Linked DNA regions of Mus musculus: regions 1 and 2 are each linked to region 3. A link is a contact called in public Hi-C and HiChIP or PLAC-seq data. All regions are on one chromosome and are shown on one strand. Each heading gives the region's core, a stretch centred on a gene start, on an enhancer-like site or on the middle of the called end of the contact. The rest is flanking DNA. Distances are from core to core; before and after follow the strand shown. Region 1 has its middle 120 kb from the start of Gm35667. Region 2 overlaps D030025E07Rik (RIKEN cDNA D030025E07 gene). Region 3 has its middle 37 kb from the start of Gm52639.

What was found. A called contact is a pair of places that touch in the nucleus more often than the background predicts. HiChIP or PLAC-seq counts read pairs in DNA pulled down with a chosen protein or histone mark.
Region 1: a Hi-C map of the HPC-7 cell line shows a contact between it and region 3, with 11 times the contacts expected there. The contact joins two enhancer-like sites. A contact is called at or near these places in 5 of 15 datasets of contacts at CTCF or cohesin (embryonic stem cells, hippocampal excitatory neurons, pro-B cells and 1 more), 144 of 484 Hi-C or Micro-C datasets (the AML12 cell line, the AtT-20 cell line, the BV-2 cell line and 74 more) and 8 of 115 datasets of contacts at active chromatin or transcription factors (the HPC-7 cell line, PVALB interneurons, astrocytes and 4 more).
Region 2: a contact with region 3 is called in an H3K27ac HiChIP or PLAC-seq map of the HPC-7 cell line, with 11 times the contacts expected there. The contact joins two enhancer-like sites. A contact is called at or near these places in 3 of 15 datasets of contacts at CTCF or cohesin (embryonic stem cells, pro-B cells and stem cell-derived epiblast-like cells), 86 of 484 Hi-C or Micro-C datasets (the AML12 cell line, the C2C12 cell line, the G1E-ER4 cell line and 44 more), 11 of 115 datasets of contacts at active chromatin or transcription factors (the HPC-7 cell line, astrocytes, cardiomyocytes and 6 more) and 1 of 9 other capture datasets (embryonic tail).

Annotation. Positions count from the first base shown.
Region 1 is chr3:128,086,692-128,090,747 of GRCm38.p6, forward strand. No RefSeq gene overlaps it. Among named protein-coding and RNA genes, the nearest start is that of Gm35667, 120 kb to the left of the region's middle. Within about 2 kb of position 1,695, at least 3 of the 459 cell types and tissues checked have an H3K27ac peak or open chromatin away from gene starts, as enhancers often do. A contact at or near this core is called in the HPC-7 cell line, where this site is marked.
Region 2 is chr3:128,184,053-128,188,121 of GRCm38.p6, forward strand. All of the region lies in intron 2 of D030025E07Rik (RIKEN cDNA D030025E07 gene), which reads right to left. Among named protein-coding and RNA genes, the nearest start is that of D030025E07Rik, 46 kb to the right of the region's middle. Within about 2 kb of position 2,414, at least 3 of the 459 cell types and tissues checked have an H3K27ac peak or open chromatin away from gene starts, as enhancers often do. A contact at or near this core is called in the HPC-7 cell line, where this site is marked.
Region 3 is chr3:128,334,999-128,338,607 of GRCm38.p6, forward strand. No RefSeq gene overlaps it. Among named protein-coding and RNA genes, the nearest start is that of Gm52639, 37 kb to the right of the region's middle. Within about 2 kb of position 2,238, at least 2 of the 459 cell types and tissues checked have an H3K27ac peak or open chromatin away from gene starts, as enhancers often do. A contact at or near this core is called in the HPC-7 cell line, where this site is marked.

The sequences.
Region 1 (4,056 bases), core at 445-2,944, 250 kb before region 3:
CAGGAGGTGTGGGTCCGCACCATGGAGCTCTGCAAAGGACATGTCTGGGAGAATGCATCCTGTCCTGACATTACATGTTCAAGGATCTATATCAAATTATTCTACCTGGAGTGTGGTGAGGGCAGAGCAAGACGAGGAGGGCTTAAGATTATTCCACAGGAGGGAGCTGTAGGCTGTGGCTCCCTAGTATGGAGGAGGGGGAGTGAAAGGGAGTAGTGGGGTTGCACAGTCTCTCAGGGCTTTTCCCAGGGGGACAGCTAAACTCACTACCATTTGGACCCCAGATGGAAACAAGTATTACCTAAAGCAAAAATAGAATGATTCGGGGTAGATAAATGAATTTCCACGTGTCATAGTTGCTCAAAGTTAGAACAGGCACTCAGGGGAGCTAAAGGGTGTTTGCCTGGAGCTTTGGGTCATCTTCTTATTAAAATTTTATTACGTTTATTTAGTTATGTTGTGTCTGTATGTGGTGGCGGCGAGGTAAGTGTATGCGCCATACATGTAGAGGTGAGAGGACAACTCCCAGGAGCTGGTTTTCGTCTTCTACAGTGTGGAATCCTGGCACTGAACTCAGAAGGTTGAGCCATCTCCATAGCCCGGGTTGCCTCTTGACAAGGGTGCCGCACCATTAGAAGCAGCGACTATCTTTGATGGCCTGTCCAGTCTGGGATCCTGATTGATATTTTATGATCTGGAACGAGGCTTTTCTGCAGGGTTGAGGTGGCAGCGGCTGTGGACTCATCTCTCTGTGGGGGATGACACACTCCTCCTACCCTGCTATATCATAGCCTTAGTAGGCCGACATCTCATATTGAATGAATATTTTACCCATGTAATCATGATATGAAACAGTCTTCACAGAAGACATCACAATATATTCGTGCCTTAATTTTAAATGGTTATGGTCTTGGTCAAAATTTATGGTCAGTGGCTTTGCGTTTTCAAGTGCGTGAATATTTATGTCCTGTCTAAATCGCCCGGTGCTGTTCTCTTTGATAAACTCCTCTTCTTTGATGCCCCTTCCAGGAGTTGCTTGGCTTAAAAACACGTGTGTTAATTTTCAAACATTCGGAATCTGACAGCAGATCTTTGGGGGATGCATCTCCTTTTAGATAAGAAGCCAAACCACTTTCTGGAAGTCTAGAGACGAGAAAGCAAGGGTTTAGAAATAGATTGGCTTGTTCCATTTAATTCTATCCAGGTCTTTTATATGCCCTCTGCCTCCAACTTTACTAAGAACCAGAAAAACATAGATATTTAGTGGAGGATGGCAAAACCTGCCGAGACCCCTCTCTGTTTCGCTTTACTTGGAAGCTTTCTAAGAATGCATTTAAGAAACTGGAAGCAGGAAGGGTGGGTTGGGGAGCAGGGTGGGGGAAGGGTACAGGGGGCTTTGGGGATAGCATTTGAAATGTTAATGAAGGAAATATCTAATAAACAAAAAAAAAAAAAAGAAAAAAGGAAACTGGAAGATGAGGAAAAATAACAAGACACACACACACACACACACACACACACACACAGTACTGTTTGTAAACTAGGGGAATACAGACAGATTTTTCTAACTGAGCCTTCTTTCCTGAGAGTCTCAGGGAATGATCCCAGAGGCATAGGGCTTCCACAGACCCAGAGAGGTTTGAATAACCACTCCAGACTGAAGGGAGACACCCTGTACTTTGCACAGAGTACTCTGAAAGGCCTCAAGGTGGAGCACTTGGCCAAGCTATGAGGCAGAGTCTGAGGCACACTGCTGGATAGTGATTGGCAGTCTTTGAAAACAACATTTCTCCAAGACTTTGCTTTATTCTATGCTTGCACTGTGAATTTAGGAACCACGCCAAAGAACCCAACACTGTGAACAACTACGACTGGGGGCTGAGTGGATTGTCGAGTGGTCGGAAATATAGCTTAATTTATATCTTGGAAGAACCCTCTAGATCTTATCTCGTTTTCCTATCATATGGCATAGTTTTCCGCCACAGAGATAGATCACTGTATAGTGTTTCCTGGGACGTTGTCTATCCACTGTGCTAGAACCTCCCCCTTTCATTACTAGAGTTTCCCTTTTGACATACAAATGAATCTTTGAGATGCATCAGGTTTGTAGATAAAATCATTCATTCTTCAGTAGCTATTCTTTCTTCTACTTTATTTATAAAAGGATATGTTTCTGTATTCTCCACTCCTCTCTGTTTAACGTATTTTTAAGAAGAACTCGGTTATTCATTTCTATGACACAGTTGCTGAATCTTCTGGGAGACACATTCTCTTTTTTTTTTTTTCCTGTATGCAGTGCATACTTTATAAATCTAACAGCAATTTTGGAAACGTAGCTTTGCATTTATTTAAGATTAGGATGGCCATGAACACACACACATTTTCAAAACCTCATCTGTTTAGAGTTGTGTGATGATTCTTTTTGAAAAAAATATTAATAGTTGTTTGCGATATGTTCTCTATTTTTTTTTGTTTCTGCCAAGCTCCTCTGCAATCATTACTTAAAGAGACTCTAAAAGTTATAATTGTATTTCTATTCAATAAAGGCGACGATTTTTATGTCTTGGTTAGCAAGTTTCTAGTGGAAGCATCGCGGTTAAGATAGTCTTCTGAGTGGCCAACTAGACGCTGTCATCTATAGTTCTTAGTTCAGCCCACTGTGTGGTTTAATTTAACTGGGCTTCAGGGTAATGTGATAAGAATGAATCTTGCTAACTTTCCTGGTTATGAGAAAGCTGATTGCTCAGTTTTACAAGGTTTTGAAAGCACGCCATACAAATACCAGAGAGCCACATCTCCCTCTTGGTGCCGGGTAAGTGGAAATCCCTAAGTGTGACTGCTGCCACACAAACCCAGGTGACAGCGATCCCAGGAGGCAGCTTTAAGTCTGCCCTACTATTTTGCTCTATTTGATTCTGTGTTTCTTTTTCACCTCCTTTATTTTTTAGATTTATTTTCACCTGATGTGGCTGAGTGGGTGCCATGTTTGTGCACAGAGCATGCATGTCTGGTGTTCTCGGAGCGCATACGAAGGCACCAGATCCCCATGGAGCTAGAGTTACAGGTAATTATAAATTGCCATGTGGGTGCTGGGAACTGATCCTGGGTCCTTTGCAGGAGCATCAAGCTCTTAACTGCTGATCTATCTCTCTAGCCTCATTCTTATATTCTTTAGGTCTGCATGTGAGTGTTCATGTGTGTGTCAGTGTGTATGTGTGTGTATATATGTATATGTGTGTGTGTGTGTGTGTGCATGTATGACATTTGGATAGAATTCTGGCATGGCTTAAGGAAAAAATAAAGAACAATGAACAACTGATTATAGTTTAATGATAATGCAAAAATACCTCATGTCTAGCACTGAACTAAGTAGAGAGTTCTTGAAAGATGAACTTTAAATGGCTGATAAACATTTTATAAGATGCTCAATATTATCTATTAAGGGAAATTAAAACTGTTTTTAAGATTTCATCTTAGTTCATCACAACGGACAGAATAAAATTGATAACAGGAAATGTTGGTGTCAGTGTGGGAAATGGGAATGAATGTTCTCTGCTGGTGGGAGTGCACATTGGTGCAGCCATTACGAAAGTCAGTGTAGCATTTCCCCACAAAGCTGGGAATAGATCTACCACATGATCCAACTATGGATTTCTTGGGTATATACTCAAAAGACTCTGTATTCTACTATGGAGATACTTGTTTATCTGTGCTCATGGGTGCTCTGTTCACAATAGCTAGAGACTGGAAATAGCATAGCTGTCCATCAGTGTATGAACAGGTAATGAAAATGTGATATATTTAATAGAATACTATTCAGCTGTTAAAAAATAAAATCGTGAAATAAAATCATTGGTAAATGGATGGAGCTGAAAGCAACCATTCTGAGTGAGGTAGCTCAGAAGTAGAAAGACAAATGTCACATGTTTCTCTCATTTGTGTATGCTAGCTTTTAATCTTTAGATATGTGCTTCATTTGGAATACACATAGAAGGCCACAGAGTTACTAAGGGGCCACTGGGGTATATGCCCCTTTCAAGAGAAGGGGGATAGAGT
Region 2 (4,069 bases), core at 1,164-3,663, 150 kb before region 3:
CACCTCAGAGCATGGAATTCATTAACCAAAGGGGGCCATCAGGCTATTCCTGCATCATCACAAATCTGCGTCATCACAGGGCTGCATCATTATGAAGCTGTCTGTAGTGCCGAGCTTAACACAAATTATAAGGAATTCTGATCCTTCTCTTGCTATCCAGGAAACTCCTGATCTTTAAGGTTCCTTCTTCCCCTTTCATTAGCTTCCAGATCTGGGTTCATGCTGGATCCTAAGGTTTACTCTGAGACTTGGTGTCTGAGGAGTACCTTGTATTTTGTCCTGTCATGAGTGACTTCCTTTTTATGTCTAGAAATCCACTACATTGATGCTATGAGCTCAGCCACTTTGCATCTGAGTTTTACCAAAAAAATGAATCATTTTCTTGAAAGAGCCATGAAACAAGGAGGAGGAGGAAGAGGAGGAGGAGGAGGAGGAGGAGGAGGAGGAGGAGGAGGGAATTCATTACCAGAAAGTAAATCATTTCCATTGCAAACACTGTCTTGAGTTCTTCCTTAAGATTAATGGAGAGGAATAATTGAGTTGGTGGAATGAACGCCTCGAGAGCAATATCTAGAACATTTTAATAACATTTACTCATATAGGCAACACACTATTTGTATTAGTAGGAATGATGGCTAATATTGATTCACTGGTTTTAGCCTTGCTTTCAAAACAGTTTAGTTATTGCTATCAGTAAGCTTTTACAACTTGTAAAGATTTATTCTGGTGTTATCAAGCCATTAATAACATTTCAGAGACTGAACTGAAAGAATGTTCATCTGGGAGTGTATATAAATAGGGGACAATTAGAAATGAAACTAGGTATCTATGAGTTCAAGACTAAGTTATTTTAATGAGCACAGTGGAACACTGAAATAATTTCAGTTAATATATATATATATATATATATATATATATATATTTCTTATTGGTGTGGGAAGATATGTGTGATATAGTTTTAATTGGAACAAATGAACGGATGGAGTTACAGTATGATTTTCATTTTCAAATTTTAATAAAACTCCATAAATGGTGACAATTTAGAATAACTGGAACTTATTTGCTTTTTTGTCTAAATTTCTATAATGTTGCTTATGATATACTCTACCAAAATTATGCACATACTGAAATATATCATATAGTATGTTGATGATTTTGAGTTTTCATTTAACCACCAATTACAGGCATATTTTATGTCATTACATGTTCTTTACTCCAATTCTCTTAAAGCTACAGAGTTTTATTGCTTAAACGTACAAGAGATTACTCAATTCTGTATTGAGGTCAATGTAGCATTTTAATTTGCATAGATATCTTTTATAGTACAATAGTATTTCATACGAAAAACAAATCCTGAAATGGAATTCCTAGATAAGAGAAAATACTGAAATACTAATATTAAGAAAAATTATGGAAATTTCCCCCTGAAGCACTTTAATGCTATGCATGACATTGTTTCTTTTGCTGCTCTAAATACTGGCTATTTTCCAGTGTGGTATTGAAAACAGATATCATCAAACCGGTGACTACATTTAAATGAACTGTGAAATTGTGTTAGTTCACTAATCATGTTTTAAGTGCTCAGTGGGTCCCTGTGGCTGGTGGCCACCACCATAGGTAGGTCACGTCTGTGGTAGAGATCCATCATCTCAGAAATCTCTAGTACATGGAGCTACCACAGATTCTACTCCTATGAACTGGGCAAGTGAGAAATACCTTGTCTTACTTTTGTTTTATTTTTCAAGTTGAGCATAATTTAAAGACATGACTGTTAACTGCACTTCATGTTTTACGAGTCAGACTTATATCAATTGTACTGATTTATTAGTACTGTGTTCAGGTGGTATTTTATCTGAGACTCTGAAGATTATGAAATTATGTTTGGTGGGAAAGTATAGCTTATGAATTGTGCAGTTTGTGATTAGTGCACACAGAAAGAACCATGATCTTGCATTATTATGCCTCTTGTTTTTATGGCATGAATATCTTCTGAGAATGACTCAGATAATAGTAGGATTCAATGAGTTCCTCTGTACCTGTAGAGACAGCATAGAATCTGTAGAATCTGACAGTGTGTTCCGACTCTTGTGCTTGCCTTCTTGGTAGCATAGCTTCTTGCACACAGCATTCAAAACCTTTCTTGGTGGCTGTATATGAATGGATAATGGAATGCATTGATTAAGACTTTTTATCATAAAAATAGAATTATTATTATATATTATTATATATATTATATTATTATAGAATTATTGTCCTGCAATTTTTGGATTAATTTCGAACATTTTGTTGAATAGCTTTTCCATAAATTCTTAGCATTCAGGAAGGCTTTTCCTACTTCGTAGATCAAACAGTCTTTTCAAACTAGCACCTGAAGGGGTCACTCACACACAAGACAAGAACACTCTTGGCAGCATAGTAAGGAAGTGTCCGAGTGGAGTAGAGCTCTTTTGTGTCGCTGTTGGAAGCTGCATATTCTAATTCTGTGCTGAGGAAATGTGGTTTTCCCAATGAATGTTTTTGACTCAGGAACTTAAGTTTTATTTCCAATGGTTCCATTGCCTGGGAGCTTGTTTTAAGGGCAAGGATGAAACCTAAGTGTGGAAGCATCAGCCTAATTAAGATGTCCAGAGACTTTGAAAGAAGGGGACAAACCTTTTTAGAGTCACTATTTTTTTTCTTTTCTTGGTGAAAGGACTTCAGCTTTTTTTTTTTTTTTTTTTTTTTTTTTTTTTTTTTACATTGAGTAGACAGAGGAGGAGCACGCTTGCTTAACACCCCCCTCCCCCATGCCAACAAATTTACTTGGTTGTTTTTTAAATCCAAAATAGAGCTTTTGAAAGTGCCCTTTTGATTCATACTTTCCTACTCTTGGCATCGACTCTAGGCTAAAACAGGCAAAAGCAATAGCTCTTAACAATTAGATATATTGATGGGGAAAAAAATATTTTTATAAGACTCAGAGTCCCCAACCCCACACATTTGAAAACAGGCCTGATTGATTTCTCACAGTGTCACTTTGGGAATCCTCACACTTACATAATTGTTATGTATTACATATCATTTCTTGAAACCACGTGTGCCTAATCTCAGTGTAGTGACTCCAGGATAAGATTTCATCATGGCTTTGAAATGCTTGATGTCTCCATGACAGAAAATAAGAAGAGAGCCCTGTTTTTTTTGTTCCACCCCTTCTCTCGAGCAGGCTTTTTTATTTCCAAACTTCAGTTGGGCTGACATCTTAAAGTCATTTTAATAGGAGAAGTGTGATCACATGGTGAAGTTACTGCTGTTTGACACTTGCATTTTTTTTAAGAGTAAGAAATACTCATTGATTACCTAGAAGGTTCTTTATGCTTTGTTAATTTGAGAGAGCAGGCAATTTATTAGGTGCTTCCTGTTTTTAACTGCGGTCTGATGTCAAGGAAATGAACAGTGTCTGTGGCACAGGAGATGAGCTTGTGTCTGATGAGAGCCATGTGGGCCGAACTCTAATTTTTCATAAGTGCTGTCATTTTACAGATGTATAACCTTTCCTTCTTTCTTCTGAGGAGGAAGGGTTGGGGGGGGGGGTTAGATAATACACAGGGTTCATTTGAGAAACTCTTGTAGGCAGATACACAAATCATGTCATGTAAACCAGAGCAGGCAAAGAAAACCTCACATCTCTTTTCAGAAGACAATAACAGATAGGACAGAGAAAGATGGAGTCAGTGATGATTAGTAAAACAGGAATGGTTAATGGATAACAGCAACGCGGCGCCACGCTGTCCATTCTGTGTCATAAAGATATGAAGCCACACAAACAGAGGGCAGGTGAAAGGTCCCTGGATGGATAGCCAATCGATGCAGATGTAGATTTGTGCTGCAAGCCTGCTTGATGGCAACTGGAAGGGATCCTGGAGAAGCGACCTGCAGCAATTCAAGCTGCTCTTAAGGTGCAACACAGCAGGGCTGACTTTACAGTTGGGTGGGATAGCCCTGCAGTCACAGCGGTGGGTGGAAGAGCTGACAGCTCAGCACTGGTTTGATATACCCGGGCATCTCACCCCCACTCCCCGCGTTCCCTCCC
Region 3 (3,609 bases), core at 988-3,487:
CGTATCTTTGTAAAAATAGTCTCATGTACCCAGGCAGATACATATCTAGCTAGCTCTCTGAATTTTTCTGTCCCTGAGGAAGAAATCTGTAAGAAGTTTCTATTAAATGGGATGAATGTAATGGGCCACACCCATGACCTCATTTCTTAAGTGTTTAAGATGCTCAGAGTTTACCACAAAGGAAAACAAGTGTTTTTACAGCCTCTGTACATTTCCCCTCAATAATAAACTTTTACTATTTCTTTTGATGGAATGCTGTAGTTTTAAAGAACAAGCGACATAACAAAACCAAGAATGGCTGTGATCAAGTGCCAAGGCTTCTCATGTAAGCTCTGTTACTTGATCATTTTTGTTTCTGTAAATCTAAATATTTTTTTTTACCTGTAAGACAATATTAAAATAGTATTCATCTCATTGACTTGTGGTGCAAAATACATTTAAAAGCACATAACCAATAACTAAATTTACCAAGCTCACATTTTTTTCAGTATTTAAATTCTTTGTGCCTTTTCTCATTAAATATTCATTTCCTAAAATGTATCAAATAAAATATGTGACGTAGCGTTCTTCTTACTTATTTGGATCATCAGGCTTGTGTTTTGGAAGATGCAGAGCCATGTGTTGCCACGGGTGGTGGTTATAATTTCCTCATGGCTTTTCAGGTCAAACAAGGCAGAGCTAAGGAAGATTTTTCCTGGCATAGATAATGAAAACTATTCATGTTAGTAGGCCAATATGAAGGAGAAAGAATTGCTTATACTCAATCGCTAGGTTGAGGATGTTTCTCTCTCTTGAGAGTCACATTTTCTTCGAGTAAAAGATTTTTTTTTTCTAGCCAAGCATGGTGGTTCATATCTGTAATTACAGCTGTAGTAGGAAGTTCATGGGTTCAAGGTCAGCCTAGGTTACATTATCAATAGCCTTGTCTGAAAACAAAACAGTAAAATGTAGTTTTACTGTAAATCAATGCTATATGCACACAGTCAGCATATATACATATCTACCATTTTTAGTATTAAAGGTATACATTTGAAAACAGTGTTATAAAAGTCAACAAAAACCACTGAAAAGAAAATTTCAATTAGTCAAAAATGTAAATAAAACATCAAATATATTCTTTCCCACAACACATTCACATGTTTCCAGTAGTGGTAAAGCCATAATAAAATATTAGGGAAACAAATATTTTCTCATCTAAAATATTATAGGGATAATTAAATGTACTATAATGCTTTCTTATATGTTATTTAAATCTAAGGTTAGACTTTACTGAAAAATGATAGCCACCAGTGAGCTTATTTTCGAATGATTACGCCTTGGTCACAAGCCATTTATAGTGGATTTGAATTTGCTTACATGATAAAATACAATGAGAGATTTCTTACAATTAATATTTGTATATTTAGAATAAAATTACCGGCTTCATCAAACACTTGGAACTAAAAGGTCTCTTCCTGTACATTAGCCTTCAAAAAGAATTATGAAGTTAGCAGAAGTTGAAATGGATTGATTAAACTGGCTTTAGCTTTAGACCACTGCAAGGAAATTATATACATTTAATATGCCATTCAGTCAACATAAACCCTGACCCAAACCTTAACGTAGACTGTGTTCGTGTACTGCAAGACCAAATCTATTTTACCTGAGATTCGTGTACTTATGTAAGCACAAAACGAAGGATGTTCATTATGTATCATGTTAGGATTTTGTAATAAGTTATTTGTATAGTGATGAAAAAATAGTTTTTAAGATGAGTGAGGTTTCCAAAAAAAATTAGTTTGACTTATTAAGCACAAAATTCATGTATTTTTAACATAGGTATTTACTTTCTTTTAACCTTCTATATCACATTTAACTCTTGCAAATCATTAAATATAGCACCAGGGCATGAGTTAAAACTTGTGAGTATGTATGTGTGTGTGTGTGTGTAAATTTTTGAAATTTAACCTCTTAAAATCAGATAAAATGTACAGCTCTTTAATCTTTCTGTTTGAAACACTATGAAGTATTTATAAACAAATATCATTAATAAGTATTTACTTTTAACTGAAAGTAAGGTTGACTTTACTTTGAAAGCACCGCTACATGCGCCCTAACTATGACACTAATCAAGGTTGCTGAGAACAGGTTTAGGATTCAGGGCTCACAGTTTCAGGTTGAAATCTGAGTGTACCAGCAACTCCAGTAGAGGGCACTGTGCCTGTCTCTGTACCCTGAAGAGTCTTTGTTCTGCCCGTGCTTCATCTTAGCTCATGCTGGGGCTCCCTCTGCTGTCCTTTTAGACCACAAGACAAATATGTCGGTGAGTGCACCCCAGACCTCAAAACTGCAATCATAGTCTCAAGACTTTAGCATAAGGCAGTTCCCGATCAACCTGACTTCAGCATCCAAGTCTGAAAAGTTAGCATGTGAACTGAGTGAAGCTTTGATACATGGTTCTGTAAATATATCCTGACAGATGGTATTTCTTCTAAGAAAATTCGGTAGGCTAATAAGGAAACAAGAAGTGATATCTTCACATTACATGCCAGAGAAAAAATGGCATGGAAATGGAAACTGGAAACAGCTGTGATCGATTAAAATGTCAAGATACATGTACACACACATGCACACATGTGTGTATTAAAGGTATACGTGTGTGTGTGTGTGTGTGTGTGTGTGTGTGTGTGTGTGGTGTGGTGTGTGAATGTTTGTATGTGTATGCTTGTGGGATGTGTGACTGTGTTTATGTATGTGTGTGGGTGAATGGGTATGTATGTGTGTGCATGTATATATGTGGGTTTGTGTGTAGTATGTGTGTGTATGTGCATGTGTATGTATGTGTGTGTGTGTTTGTGGTGTGTATGTACATGTATGTATACCTGCTTGAGGAAAAATGTGTGTGGGAGTGGGGAGGCAGTCCCTATTTGATCTCTTGTAACTTTGATCTATATTATTTTTTTACTCTAGTTTTTATTTGTCTTTTTATTTTAAATAAATCCAGAGAATAGTATTTGGCAAAGTTTCAGCACTTGTGCACTTACCCAGCAGGATAAAGAGAAATCGTTCACATAAAGAAGACATATTTTGAAGTAATTATGTTTATAAATTTTCTAGTCACTCTCATGTGAAATAGGGGTGTTTGCTGTAAATGCATTCCTTTGCTTTCTGTGTTCTTACACAGAATAATGTCCAGTATCTGTAACAAAGCAGTTAGCAAACTCATAAATTAACCTTCTCTGTCATTTCAAATCAGTATTATAATTCATTCTTACCTAGATTTACCTTAAAATCACATGGTAAATAACATTGTTTTGGCCTTTGTACCTTTAAGCCAAAGAAAAGTCATGGTTTCAAACAAAATTGTGGAAATTGTAAGAATGGTAAAACCTATTGGCCTTTCTAAGCCGGTTCTAATAATTTGTCAAGTGAGCTTTATAATTGTTTGTGCCTGAGAAGTAGTAACAGCATATGCTGGCTGCATAACAGTGAGGAGACAGAATTAAGCAGCAGTAATTGCAGCATAAGAAGTAGATTTTCAGATCTGTTACTCAAATTCCAACTCACCACTCCTGTGGTTCGTAAGAGAGAAAACCAACTTTCTTTTTCCTTTTTTAAAATCACATTTAG